2 separate regions of the Mus musculus genome follow, and region 1 is linked to region 2. Evidence: chromatin contacts called from public promoter capture Hi-C data. All regions are on one chromosome and are shown on one strand. Each heading gives the region's core, a stretch centred on a gene start, on an enhancer-like site or on the middle of the called end of the contact. The rest is flanking DNA. Distances are from core to core; before and after follow the strand shown.

Region 1 (6,479 bases), core at 2,877-5,376, 120 kb after region 2:
CGGCAGAGATGGCTGTCAAATCTCTCTCTCCTAGCAAACTGCACCTAAGGGCAGGGGAAGGACAGAGGAGACAGAGGACATTCCTTCCTAAGTTACCGATGATCATGTTGACTGCTTTGGCAGAGACTCTCTGTCACGTGAATAACATTAAATGCCCTAAATAAAGCTATGCACACTGCTCCATGGGCTGTTGTCTCTCGGTAACAAGCTTCGCTCGCCAGCCTCTCACACAGCTCTGAGGTGTAGGGTGCCGACTTTTGACAGTATTCCTTTGCACTGTTCCCTCTTTCTACAAAGTCTTATTTAGATATTGGTTGTCTCTGTCCTGGTCATTGCTGTGTAAGATGTCGCCTATGTGCCTTTACAAATGTGAGATCTTTATTCTAACCCCCTTTTGTTTTTGGTAAAAGATATCTATTGATTTCTACATGCAATAAACCTTGTTTTGAGAGAAAATACCTGTCTTTTGGTAACACACCTGCACTAGTTGAATTCACTGGCTTCTCCTATTCTGTATGTGCACGCTTGTGTGGGTGTGCATTCACATGTGTGTACACGCCTGTAGAGACCAGAGGTCAACCATGGGTATCGTTCCTCAGGAACCATTCCCCTCCCTCATTGTTTTGAACAGGGTTTCTCACTGGCTTGGGACTTCTGATCCGAGCAAGCCTGGGGATATCTTATCTTTTCCACTGGGTTTACACGTTGCCACCAAGCCGAGTTCTTGAGTTCAAACTCAGGGCTTCACACTCACGGGGCCAACACATTACTGACAGGGCCATCTTCCCAGCCTTATCGTCTCTTACTTTAAGATGGGTTTTATAGGCAAAGACCTCTAGGAAAAACTTGTCTTTATTTTCTCCTGATGTTATTTTCACCTGGCCTTTTTTGTTTTGTCTTGTTTTTAATCCTTGCACGACCTGGTCTTGATGCAGATTTTGTTTGCAGTTCCTCATGTCTTCATTGGGGAGGGAACACACAAGAAGCAAATGCCAGGATGGGTCCTTTTCACACATCAGAGAGAACCTGCAGGAAGCCTCCCTTCTGGGTCCCTTCTGCCAGGCAGGTAACCAACAAGCTCCTGTGAAGAGGGATGCTGGAACCAAACCCAAGCCCTGTGAAAGAGCAGCACTCACCCTTAACCGCAGAACCACTTTTCCAGCTTAAAAAGAAAAAAAATTATAAAGAAGCTCAAAGCAAAAGTGCACACACAGAACCACGTGCTGTGAGGAAAAGGTACCCACGGGAACCAATGAGTGTGTTTGTGAGCTTACATTGTATTTTCTTTAGCTGTAAAACACAAAATCTAGGACTCGAGAATGTTCGAGTGACAAAACCCTTTCGAGGCAAAAATCTAGACAAATTAGTGAACCTGTCACATTCGTGACATCATATCTGAGTGCACAGATCCTCCCTGTGTCACTAGCTATGATGCGGACCCAGAAAAGCCCCTGGCAGCTCCCTGGGTGTGAGGGAAAAAGGAACCAAGCCTAAAGGCCTTGGAGTTACTGGGTGTGGGCACTGGAGAGAAGGCTCCTTAAAGAGTGCTCTCTGCTCTTCAAGAGGACGGCTCTGAGCATCCACACCAGGCTGTAAGCTGCCTGTAACGCCAGCTCCAGGGGATCCAACTGACGTCCTCTTCTGGCCTCTGGTGGCACTGTTTGTGAGGTAAGGGAACCTTTAGGTCAAGCCTTGCTGGAGGAAGTATGTCTCTGGGGTTGGGTGGGCCTCATGTGCTGTTCTTCCTGTCCTGGGTGCATTCGATGTGACCAGCCTGTCACTTGCTCCTGACACTGCCTTCCCTGCCTACTACCAAGTCTTCCCCTAGTCTACAATGGACTTCACCCTCTGTAAACCCTTTTCCACTAAGTTGCTTTTCTTTAAAAGATTTCTTTGTTTATTTTATTAGTACACGGTCACTGTCTTCAGACACACCAGAAGAGGGCATCGGATTCCATTACAGATGGTTGTGAGCCACCATGTGGTTGCTGGGCATTGAACTCAGGACCTCTGGAAAAGCAGTCAGTGCTCTTAACTGCTGAGCCATCTCTCGAGCCCACAAATAGAATTCTTAGTGTCTTAAAGACTTGCTTGGGTCTAAGATGATGTACAGATGTATGAGGCACCGGGGAGTCACTCTGTAGAGCGGAGCATCCAGATATCCGTCTCCAGCCCCCCCCCCTCCCCCACCAAGTTGCTTTTTGTCTGGGTGTTTTATCACAGCAACAGAAAGGAAACTAAATACATGAAACAATCCTGGGTAGATCTCAGACAGAGGTGAAAAAGCTGTTTTCTCCATTTAAAGATAGAAAGCAATCTGCCGCTCCCCATTTGTAATGAAAAGAACGGGGGTGCAGATATTTTCACCAATGGAGATCAACACCCCATATACTTCAGGGTTGGAAGTTTCAGAAGACATGGGCAAAAAAACGGCAATGGCCAGTGAAGGATCCTAGAAAGGTGTGTATGATAGGGAGGGAGGGAGGGAGAGAGGGAGAGAGGGAGGGAGGGAGGGAGGGAGGGAGGGAGGGAGGGAGGGAGAGAGAGAGAGAGAGAGAGAGAGAGAGCAGTTGTGTGCATAATGAGTTTCTTGCTTCTGAAACACAGCTCCAAAACCCTTGGACTTCCCTGAATGAAATGAAAGTGCTAAGTTTGAAGAGGGAGATGGTAAGATACTGCTTTTGTTCCAGGCAAACACCACAAGACCTTCCCTTTCCCTCCACAGAGAGCCCTGTCTCAGAAAAGAACCAGGTAACACCACATACCATGAATATTCGTCCTGAGGGAATCAGGACAGCTGCACTTCAACGCTGCAAAGAACGGGAACAACTGCTAAGTGCAGAAAAGCTGGCCCCTGTCAAGCCAGAAAGGCAGCTCACAAAACCATGTCAGGATCTGCCTTGTTTGCCTGAGTGTACTGTACATGGGGTGGGCAGACAGATCTTACAAAGTTCCCTTTACAATGGCTTCCCTGCCAGGGTGGGGCACACTCTTCTAATTTACTGAGAAACTGAAATCTTTGTGAGTTATAAAAATGGCAGCCCAAGCTTGTGTGAGGCTCAGCAGTGGCATGGACACTAAATCAGCATGCTTAAACACTGCCTCAACATGAAGATCAGGGCTGTCTAGAGTCGTGCACTGGACAAGTGTTCTGCATAGAGGAGATGCTCATGGGAAGACTGCGCCCTACAGGAGAAAATAATTCTACCAGTTAAACCCAAGTGTGTGCAGTAAGCTGAGAACTGACCATATATAGGAGAGGGGGAAGCACACTTGTCTATAGTCAGTCAGTCAGTCATGGTAACATCACAGACAGGCAGGGGACCCTCCATTACAGTGACAACACAGGCAGGCAGGGGATCCTCCATTACTGTGACATCATAGTCAAGCGAGGACCCTCCATTACTGTGATATCAGAGACAGGAAGGGGACTCTCCATTACAGTGACATCACAGACAGGCAGAGGGACCCTCCATTATGATGACATCACAGACAAGCAGAGGGACCCTCCATTACAGTGACATCACAGATTAAGTAGGGGGACCCTCCATTATGGTGACATCACAGACAAGCAGAGGGACCTCCATTATGGTTATGGTGACATCATAGACATGCAGAGGGTTCTTCCATTACTGTGACATCACAGACAAGCAGAGGGACCCTCCATTAAGTATGACTTGTCACCTTGTGGGGAAGTCACTCTCTCTGGAGTACAGAGACTTTCCTACAAGAACCATCCCTGCCCTGGGGGCAGCGGCTCCTCAGCTTAGGAACTGCTGATGAAGAGCTCCAGGCCACTGCTGTCCAGCCTGCCAGCCTGGAAGGAGCTGGTTCCTGCAGGCGTGGGGGTTAGAGACCAGTGTTTGCTCACAACACATGGTTGGTAAGGAAATTTTTTTTTCCCTCCTCAAGCTTACCCTGGAGCCTTTCCAGGAGAGAGCCACACAGGGAATCATCCACGGAAGGAGAGGGGAGGTGTCAGGAAGACAAAGCTCAGCCAAGCGTCTCCAGAAGGTTCCAAGGGGAAGCCTGCGAGAGGCCAAGTCCAGTGCCAGGGAGGTGCGCCCAGGCCAGCGACCTCGCCCTGCACCTTCCCTCCTGCCTGCTGTCTTCCTCCAGTCACTGTTCTGTGACAGTAACTGCAGATGGAAGATGACTAACCCGCTCCCGGGCAGAGACCGGGGCTCGAGGAGCGATGGAGAAGCCCCCGCCCCCACCCACAGCATCCTCACAGACATTCAGAAACCAAGGCTTCAATGACTGGCTCTTTTATTTTCTTCCTCGGTCAGCTCCACTGAGCATTCCTACAGGCACAGAGGGAAAAGTCGTTGCATCTCTAAAGCTCAATCTGCCGAAAATATATATTCTGTGAACTCATGCCATGGCCTTGGAGAGAAGGCAAGCACTGGAAATGAACTCAAGGTCAGAGCTGAACGTGAACCTGAAACATAGCACGGCAAGGCTTTGCAGAGGGCTGGGGTGACCCGTGAGGTCGGAAATACTCAAGTCCTGTGAGTGAGGTCGCAGACGGAAAGCTGGGGTGCAGTCAGTGGCTCTCAATCTCCTGCTTGATTTCAGAGATGTACGGATGGTCCTTGCCGTGAGCTACCTCCATGATGGCAATGGCCTAGGGCAGAGCAAAGGACATGGGGCGGATGAGCGCGACATCTGACATCGCTGCTGCCTGTCCCACAGTCCCAGCCCAGCAGGGGTGCATGCTGCCCGTCAGTGCTTCAGAGCCTGGCAGGCAAACCACCTCTCACAGGCTCCTCCTCACCCTGCAAAGACACTCGTAGGAGACAAAGAAGGGCTCACGTCATCCCCACACGCTCTGAACCCACTGTTCTAGGCGTTTTGGACGCCATGGTGCTTTCCAATGGTGACCTAACCAGGTGCTCTTCCCTAGTGTCACTGAGAAAACAGATGTGACATCAACAGAAGGGACCCTGGGCCTTCAATCTCCACAGACACTTTGGGAGATGTGGGGACTGGGCTAGTCTGTGGCTGCAGTATTTATTTATTTGTACAAAGTGAAGCAACAGATCAACTCTGAAGTCACACTGTGCTGTTAACGTCCATGTAAAACACAAGGAGATTCCATATCTCAGGAGGGGGAGTCCGTCTCCATGAGGGGTTCTCCACAGACAACAGGCTGGGGAATCCTTGGAGCTCAATGCAGACTGGCCTGACCTAGTCTGTGACCTGCAGGTCAGTGAGAGCCTGACGACCATGGGGACCGTCCTGAGGAACTATACCTGAGGTCGTCTTCTTGCCCCCATATTTATAAGCACACCTGTATGCGAGCAAGCACAGGCACACGCACTAGATGGTAAACTCGTGGGAGTCCCTGCACTTTCTGCACAGGCGTTTCGGTCCCAGCATGGCTGATGAGATTAAAGCTTCCAGCGTCAAAGGTCCTATATGAAGGACCACCACGCACCCTAGACTCCTCAGGTAACTCTCTGGAGCCGTCCCCATCCGGAAAGGCTATCTCAATACTGTAAATATGACTGGCTTTGATGAATGGGGATGGTGGTTAAGTTCATTTTAGAATTTCCCCAGGCCACGCAATCACACTGAGTGGCCCTCCAGATCCAACCCTTTGACTTTAGACTAGGTATTGGCCTCTCGGTCCTAGAGTAGAACTCTTCTCACAGCAATCCTAGCTCAGCCCTCTTGCTTCGTGCGCTCCTATCCAGAGGGCCTGGGCTAGACCAAGTGTAAGGCACCCCAGGATGACATGACCAGAGGGTAGTCCACAGCGAGTCACCCTCAGCTTCTGCAGCCACTGGCCTCCCAGGGCACAAGGGCACTTGAGAAGCAGACCTGACTAACTGCTTGGACGCCCGGCCTTAAGCCCCAAACGTACCTTCTTCAGGGCCTTCTCGCCGGCCGCTTTGTTTTCCAGACCCATGTACAGTCTTCCCAGCTTCAGCCACATGGAAGCCACGTTGAGGGAGTACACGGGGTAGTGCTTACTGGGAAGGGAGAGATGGCAGGTCACCAAGTCAGAGTCTGCCGGGCTCTCCCCAAAGCCCACCCGGTGCCGGGTAGAGTGTGAGGTGGGCTAGTGTGCACTATCAGAGGCACTGTGAATGCCCCGCCACCGTTTCCTTTTGGATGAGGCTGCATCAAAACTGATGGGGAAATCTTACCGTGAAGCACGCATCAACACAACTTCAGCCCTAACCCAGACTCGTCTGTTTCAGCTGTCCTCAGACCAAGGCGCCAGGGAAATGTCAGAGCAAATGTTGCTTCCACACAGACGGCAAAAAGGCCTCCTCCCTCCCACTAGGCAGACAGGACACACACGTCACACGCATGTGCACACTCACATATATCTGAGGAACCCAACTGTCTGCTAAACCCTGAGCCCTCTGATTTCTTGGTCTAACTGTCTGTCTGTCTTGCTCTCGCTCTCACTCTGCTCTGCTGCCTAGCAGAACTGTGCGTCCAGTTCAGGTTTTCTCTCTGGTTTA
Region 2 (6,808 bases), core at 1,887-4,386:
CATTCAGGTACATATGCATGCATGTATGAGTGTACCGGCACATACATAGACACATGCATTCACACATGCATACATATGCATGTAGGCACACACATATGCATACACGCGCGCATGCACACACACACATACACACACACACACACACACACACACACAGAGTTAAATCTATGCAATGTCTTTCTCACCCTTTACCCTTTTGTTCCCCCTCCCCACTTTAGCTCCTTTTCAACCCTGTCCTAGGCGCTCCTCTTCTGTCCTCCATATGCAGACTCAGGACTTCTTTCTGCCCTTACTGTCTATTTGGCATTTCCTGTTAAGCTGGACCGATTTCGTGAATTACCGTAGTCTGTTTTGAAAGGCAGGCATCTGAAAACCTCAGCATAGTTCACTGCTATTGTATTTTTATTGTTTTAGATGCAGTTTGTAGAGTCAACAACAAGAGAGACGGTGCCTGTAGAAGGAGTAGCCAGTGTGTGGTGTCCTCACAGGCCACGGTGGTCCCTGTCTGTGGTGCTGCATCCCTTCAGCTCTGGCTACCTTCAGCCTCTCACTGCTGTGCCACAGGGGACGGGCACACTCGGCTTCAGTTGCCCTGCTATCTCTTTTCATTCAAGTGTTGGTGATGGAGCTCAAGGCTTTGTGCTGTGCACAGTTGCTCATCCACTGAGCTGTCGCTCTCACAGGGCTTGCATTCATAACTGGTGCCTTAGCTTTTAAAGTTACTTTTATCTGTATGGTGTGTGTGTGTGTCTGAATATGTTTATATCTGTATGTGGGTCTGTGTCTTTATGTGTGTGTGTTTATATGTGTACCTCTGTGTGTTCGTGTGTGTTTATGTGTGTGTATATGTTTATGTCTGTGTATCTGTGTGTTTATGTGTGTGTCTGTGTGTGTATGTTTATGTATGTGAGTGTCTGTATTTGTGTCTGTGTTTATATGTGACTGTATGTGTCTGTGTGTCAGAAGTCAATGCCAGGTGTCTTTTATTTATTATTTATTATTTATTATTTATTATTTATTTATTTATTTATTTATTTATTTGGGCAGGGTCTCCCTCCGAATCTAGAATTTGTTGTTTTAGCAATGCTGGTGGTGAGCGAGCCCTGAGAGCCTCCGGTCTCCCCGCCACCCGTAGCACGGGGTTAGAGACGTGCACTGCTGTGGCTGACTTTACCTGTGGTGCTGGACATCCACATTCAGGTCCTCTTGCTTGCTCAGCAAGTACTTTCCCTCTACTGAGCCATCCCTCCAGCCCCTTATTTTGAATTTCAAACGACAGCTTTCCTAGAGTAGGAGAGTGCAGGCCCCTGTGGACATTTGTCATCTGGATAGAGTTGAAGAATCTTTCATTTAATATTAGACTCCAAGGGTTTGTACAAGCTGTGGCCTCTGCCACCCAGCAGACCTTTATGCAGGATGAGCTGCATGGGCGAGGAGCAGCTTGGTTATCCAAATGAGCATGCCCGGGCAGGAGGCGCGAGGCGGCGGCCCTGGCTTGTGCGTCTCTCCTTCCAAACTCTCTCTGGAATGCATCTGTAACTGCAGGAGATCTTTCCAGCTGTCCTGGAGGCTCAGTGCACTGTAGGCACAGAGCCGGACTGTGGGATGAAAAGGGTCTGTCCAGGTGGCTGCAGACTCAGAACCTTGGGGTGGGAGGGTGTGGAGATGTGGTTGTATCTGATGCAGGCCTCATCTTTTGTTTTGTTTTAACTTAAAAGCACTTAATAAAATTTCTGAAGCCATAGACTAAAACCATCATACCTAAAGTATGAAACAGAATTAAGGCAGACCAAGGCCTTTTTCCTGAGAGCATCATCTTAACCTCCGTGCTACTCGAAGGGAATATTTGTGTGGTCATTTCTCTAGTTTACCTTTCTAGTTTCAGTTCAGCTGAAGGGAACTTTACTTAAAACCAAAAAAGATGTTTTTAAATAACAGAAGTGGGGATGGTAGTGTGGGCCTTTAATCCCAGCACTTAGGACCTGGGTGGGAGGATTGCTGAGTTCAAGACTAGCATATCCCATATATTGAGTTCAAGGCCAGCCTGGGCTGTGTTTATCCAAACCTGGGCTGTATTTTCAGAACACGAAGCAGCAACTGACAAGGCTGATCTCTTTCCTGACTCTCTCCCAGCTGCCCCAAACCATGCTTGTTTTAGAAGAGTGGGTTTTCTATGCCACACCCACACCCGAACCCCCAGATAATAATTTCCATGGTTTGGTGCTAGGGCTTGCATGCAGGTCCTCATGCCTGCCAGTTAATTCTTCTACCACTGAGGCAAATCCCAGCCCCGAAATTTCCTAGTTGTGTTTTCAGTTATAGAGAGTGGAGTGAGGGAGATGGGGGTGGCGAAGAGGAAGAAGCCAGGGAGAGGGACAGCTCTAGCTTACTCCCTTGCACTGGGAGGCCAGAGCTCTCTGTTCTCAGCCTTAGTTTTTGAGACCAGGTCTCTCACTGACCCTGACATTTGTCAATTAGGAATCTCTGGCCGATCAACATACACGCTCCAGGAATCCATTTGTCTTTGCCCAGCTCCTGCCCACTGCTGGTATTACAAATGCTTGCTGCCATGCTCTGATGGGACCCGGGAATTGAACTTGGGCCCTCATATCAAAAGGATGAGGATCTGAGAGAACTTGACAAAGAAGTCTCCATGAAGGGGAGGGCGCAAGGGCTGGGAGCACATGCAGAAGGCAAGCCTTCCAGCCCAGGGTGTGCTCGAGAAGTCAGGAGGAAACTAATATGACTGGTGCCCCGTGGGTGGAGTGGGGTAAGATGGGAATTCTCTTCCAGCTGGGATATGAGGGCAACCCACGGAGCATGTGCGATTCTGGAAATAGGAGGATTTTCCTAGGAGAGACACCCAATGCATCCTGTCTTCCAGAGCTTCTCTTTGTGTGTGCGTGTGTTTTATTTCTTTGTATCGGAGTTAATCCAGTGTTTTCAAACACCAGACCCTGTTCTATTTCCCTTGAATCTGTTCCCAAGGAAAGTAAATATTTACAGCCCCGGTGGTAAGGTGTGTTGCTTGGGTAAGCGTTCAGGAATAGGCGACTTCACACGCAGTTTAGCAAACCGTGTTCTGTTTTTGTTTTGCTCCGCTGCTAATCAGGCAAGAATGATTTCGGCAGGAAAGTCCGTATCTTACCCAACCATCTGTCACAGGAATGCAGCGCCCTGGCAGCCGTCATCGCCTGATGAACACTCTCTGGGACTGCTCTCTTTTACCCATGTTCTAGGGGAGGCAGCAGTATATTTTGCTGGTCACTGCCTCCCTTGCAAAGGACCTTTCAAACTGTAGGCCTTAGAGGCAAAAGCCAAAAAAAAAAAAAAAAAAAAAACCAGTACAGGGAGCCCTTTCCAGCCCGGTCCTTTAGCTGTAAAAGGAGGGTGAAGAAATTAGGGGGCCGAGAATGATTTACTGCTGTGTCATGGGCCTTGTCCTCTGTGCACAGCGCGGTACAGGGAGTTTCCCATGAGAACCTGGGGATGAGGGTGTCGGGTGCAAATCTAGCTCTTGGTTGGGGGGGTCCAGTGTGCTTTCTGCCGTATGCTTTGGAAAGGGCTCAGGAGAACCTTATTAACTAACTGCACGCAGAGCTTTGGTTGAGGCCCCAAAGTTTCAGTCCCTTCTTAGTTCAGCCAGGAAAAGTTGCCTTTTGTCAGAGGTAACTGCCAGTCACAGAGAGATGGCAGCGTGTCTCCGGAGAGGAGGAGGAAAGCCCTTTTACGGGATTACTGATGTACTGAACAGTTTTGGAATCTCGTTGACTATGTGGGTTGTTCCCCAGATGTCATCTAACCCCTGGAAGAGGTGTGTTCCCATGGGAGGTGCTCGACTAGCCAGGGGTCCTTGAGGTGCACCAGCCTGGGATGTTAGGGTGAGAAATTGCTCCGTCCTTAGTCACCGCTGTAAACGAGGGCAGGTCGCTTGTTAACTGGAGAGACTGGGGTCCAGACAGGCTTGGGGTCCAGGTGTCTTAGCAAACTGCCTGCGTATATACTTCTAGTACCTGATTTGGGCGAGGCCAGGCTGAGAGCTCTCAGATCCTGTGTCTCATTCAGGGTTCTAATCAGTTTTGTTCTGATTCTGAGGGAGGCATTTATGGCAAGGTCCTCGGAGCCCTCAGTTATGTGGCGTTGTAGAACTGAATTGTGGGGTGAAGGCTTGACCTGGGGAGAGAGGACTTGATGCATATAGTCTCATTTTCAGATTTGTTTGGGGACAGAGTCTGCCCTCCACCCCCAAGGCATTATCGTCATGGCTCCACGGGTTAGGGTGCAGCTCAGTTATTAGGGTGCCTGGCCAGCTTTTGTGAGGCTGAGGTTTCCACCCCCAATATCGTGACGACCGAGAACGTGCTCAGAGCTGTAATCTTAGCACTTGGGAGATGGAGGCAAGAGTTCAAGGCCAGCCTATGCTACACGACGCCCTTAGCTCAAAAACACTAGTTCCCCCACTAAAATTAAATGTAAAGTTCTTTTGAGGGGACTCCAAATTTGTGTAATCAGACTCTGTTAGTATACTGTACGGGTCCCACAAACATCTGAGCAGCCAGCTGAACTCTCTCCCTGTGCCACCCAACTTCTGCATCAGAATCCCACATCCACCACAATGAACTGTCCTGACCTTACCCTCTCTACCTCAGTTTCCCTGTTGGTAAGCCGGGGCTGGGAGCAGCAGCACTTATTTTATAGGATTATTGTAACACATGCAAAGGATTTAGAGCAGGTATTGGTAGTTAGTAGGGTGCTTGGTGCAACGTATTTGAAGGCCAGCCTTCAAATCATTTTACCAAACACCCATCAAAGGGTTATACCTTGGAGGAGAATTCTAAGCCCATTTGGTAGTTCAGGAGTCTTCCTCAGACGATCCATCAGTGGGAGAACGATCCATCAGTGGAAGAACGATCCATCAGTGGGAGAACGATCCATCAGTGGGAGAACGATCCATCAGTGGGAGAACGATCCATCAGTGGGAGAACGATCCATCAGTGGGAGAACGATCCATCAGTGGGAGAACGGCCCAGGGAAGTTCTCATGACCTACAGGGCTCCTTTACAAAGTACCTTAAAATTATGACCACCAAGCACACTGTACAGAGAGGTTGAAGGCTTTCAGCCCCCCTCCTTAATGCCCTTAAATAAGGGGTGCTATGCCTGGACTCGGACACCCTCAGGCTAATTCTGCCCGCCGGATCTGGAGACTGACTGCTTTCTGGGAGCATGGAGATGGCTAGAAATAAGCCACGGGCCCTCAGGTTCCCTCTCAGAATCACCTGAAGCTAAAGAAAGAGAAGGCACACAAGGGATAATGGGGAGATGGCTCAAGGAGGGGACGCTTCCAAGATTAGATGATCGTGAAGATGGCGCTGGCAACAATGAGTGAGCATATCCAGTCATGCTCTTACCGGCTGTAAATCCTTGGCATGCGTTACAACAACCTTGTGAAGTAAGTGCTGTTACTGTCAGCCCTGGCTCACCGGCGGGGAAACGGAGGTAGGGGTTAGTTGGCCGAGGCTGTTGTGGTGGATGTGGGATTCTGATCCAGAAGTCAGGTGGCACAGGTAGAGTTCAGGGTGAACCCGCAGAAGATGGCATTCAAAGGAGAGAGAGTGCTGGCTCTGTATATGGATGTCACTTAGACCCTGGTCAACTGTTGCTAGGCAGAAAGTAAGGCCAGCGATGTTAGGTTTGGCTTTTTAAGAACTGAGAGGAATCAGTACTTTTTGGTGAAGTAATTTGATGTTTAAGCGGTAGGATCCCTTTCAAAAATTTGTGAAAGATTTACTTTTATATAAGTTTATATAAGAGTTTCCCTACGTGTATGTCTGTGCACCGTGTGTGTGCCCGGTGCCCATGGAAGCCAGAAGGGGTTGACAGACACCCTGAACCTGGAGTTATAAACAGTTTGAGCCTCAAGGGAGGTGCTGGGAATTGAACCCAGGTCTCTGAGAGGGGCAAGTGCTCTCTTGCCCCAGACCTTCAGATTTTTAGGTGAAGCTGGACCAAGTGAACCAGTGCTCTTGAGTGGGTTTTTAATTCAGTTGGGTTTGCAGCTGTCTGTGTAGAGCCTGGATGGGAGGCGGCGCTAAGTGTGCCTGTGCTCCCGGCTAGGCTCAGGGCAGCATTTGAACCAGCCTCTCTCAACGGCCTTTTAGTCACTTCAGGCTTTGCTGCTTCCACTTCCAGATTAGTTTTGGTTTGGTGAAGTACCTAGGTCAGATACCTGTCAAAGGGTAAATTGCTTTAGTTTTGGTGTTTACTAGGCCTTCTGGTGGGGCTGGTTTTTTTTTGTTTTTTGTTTTCTCTCCTTTCCTTTCTTTTAATATTATCTTTTTGCAGATTTTTTGTTTTGTTTTGTTTTGTTTTGTTTTGTTTTGTTTTTCTGAGACAGGGTTTCTCTGTGTAGCCCTGGCTGTCCTGGAACTCACTCTAGATCAGGCTGGCCTCGAACTCAGAAATCCGTCTGCCTCTGCCTCCCAAGTGCTGGGATTAAAAGCGTGCGCCACCACTGCCCAGTTCTTTTTGCAGAAGTTTTTAAAAAGTTAAAGTTAAGGAAACATGTCACATAAAATTTCCTATTATTGCCTGGAGGTTGGAGAGATGGCTCAAGGTTGAGAGCTTTCTCTGTTTCTGTGGAGGACTGGGGTATGGCTCTCAGCTCACATCCATGGCAACCCCTGTTCCAGATGTTCCCACACTGCCTCTGTCCTCTGTAGGCACCATCACATGTGCGCATACAGACAAGGACATGCACACTCACTTGAGCGCACACACAGACTGGTTTTTAAAAGTTCTGTCTACCT

Evidence for each region. Capture Hi-C pulls out chosen DNA fragments and counts their contacts.
Region 1: a promoter capture Hi-C map of adipose tissue shows a contact between it and region 2. The contact joins two enhancer-like sites. A contact is called at or near these places in 1 of 484 Hi-C or Micro-C datasets (uterus), 2 of 115 datasets of contacts at active chromatin or transcription factors (extraembryonic endoderm stem cells and pancreatic cancer cells) and 3 of 9 other capture datasets (adipose tissue, embryonic stem cells and liver).

The regions. Positions count from the first base shown.
Region 1 is chr1:189,876,240-189,882,718 of GRCm38.p6, forward strand. It overlaps Smyd2 (SET and MYND domain containing 2), which reads right to left. Exons shown (of 12, transcript NM_026796.2): 11 at 5,870-5,978; 12 at 4,253-4,627. The coding sequence ends at 4,547. Ptpn14 (protein tyrosine phosphatase, non-receptor type 14) reads left to right here. Exons shown (of 19, transcript NM_008976.2): 19 at 1-456. Among named protein-coding and RNA genes, the nearest start is that of Gm26574, 41 kb to the left of the region's middle. Within about 2 kb of position 4,127, at least 40 of the 459 cell types and tissues checked have an H3K27ac peak or open chromatin away from gene starts, as enhancers often do. A contact at or near this core is called in adipose tissue and uterus, where this site is marked.
Region 2 is chr1:189,753,760-189,760,567 of GRCm38.p6, forward strand. All of the region lies in intron 1 of Ptpn14 (protein tyrosine phosphatase, non-receptor type 14), which reads left to right. Among named protein-coding and RNA genes, the nearest start is that of Gm51739, 21 kb to the right of the region's middle. Within about 2 kb of position 3,137, at least 77 of the 459 cell types and tissues checked have an H3K27ac peak or open chromatin away from gene starts, as enhancers often do. A contact at or near this core is called in adipose tissue and uterus, where this site is marked.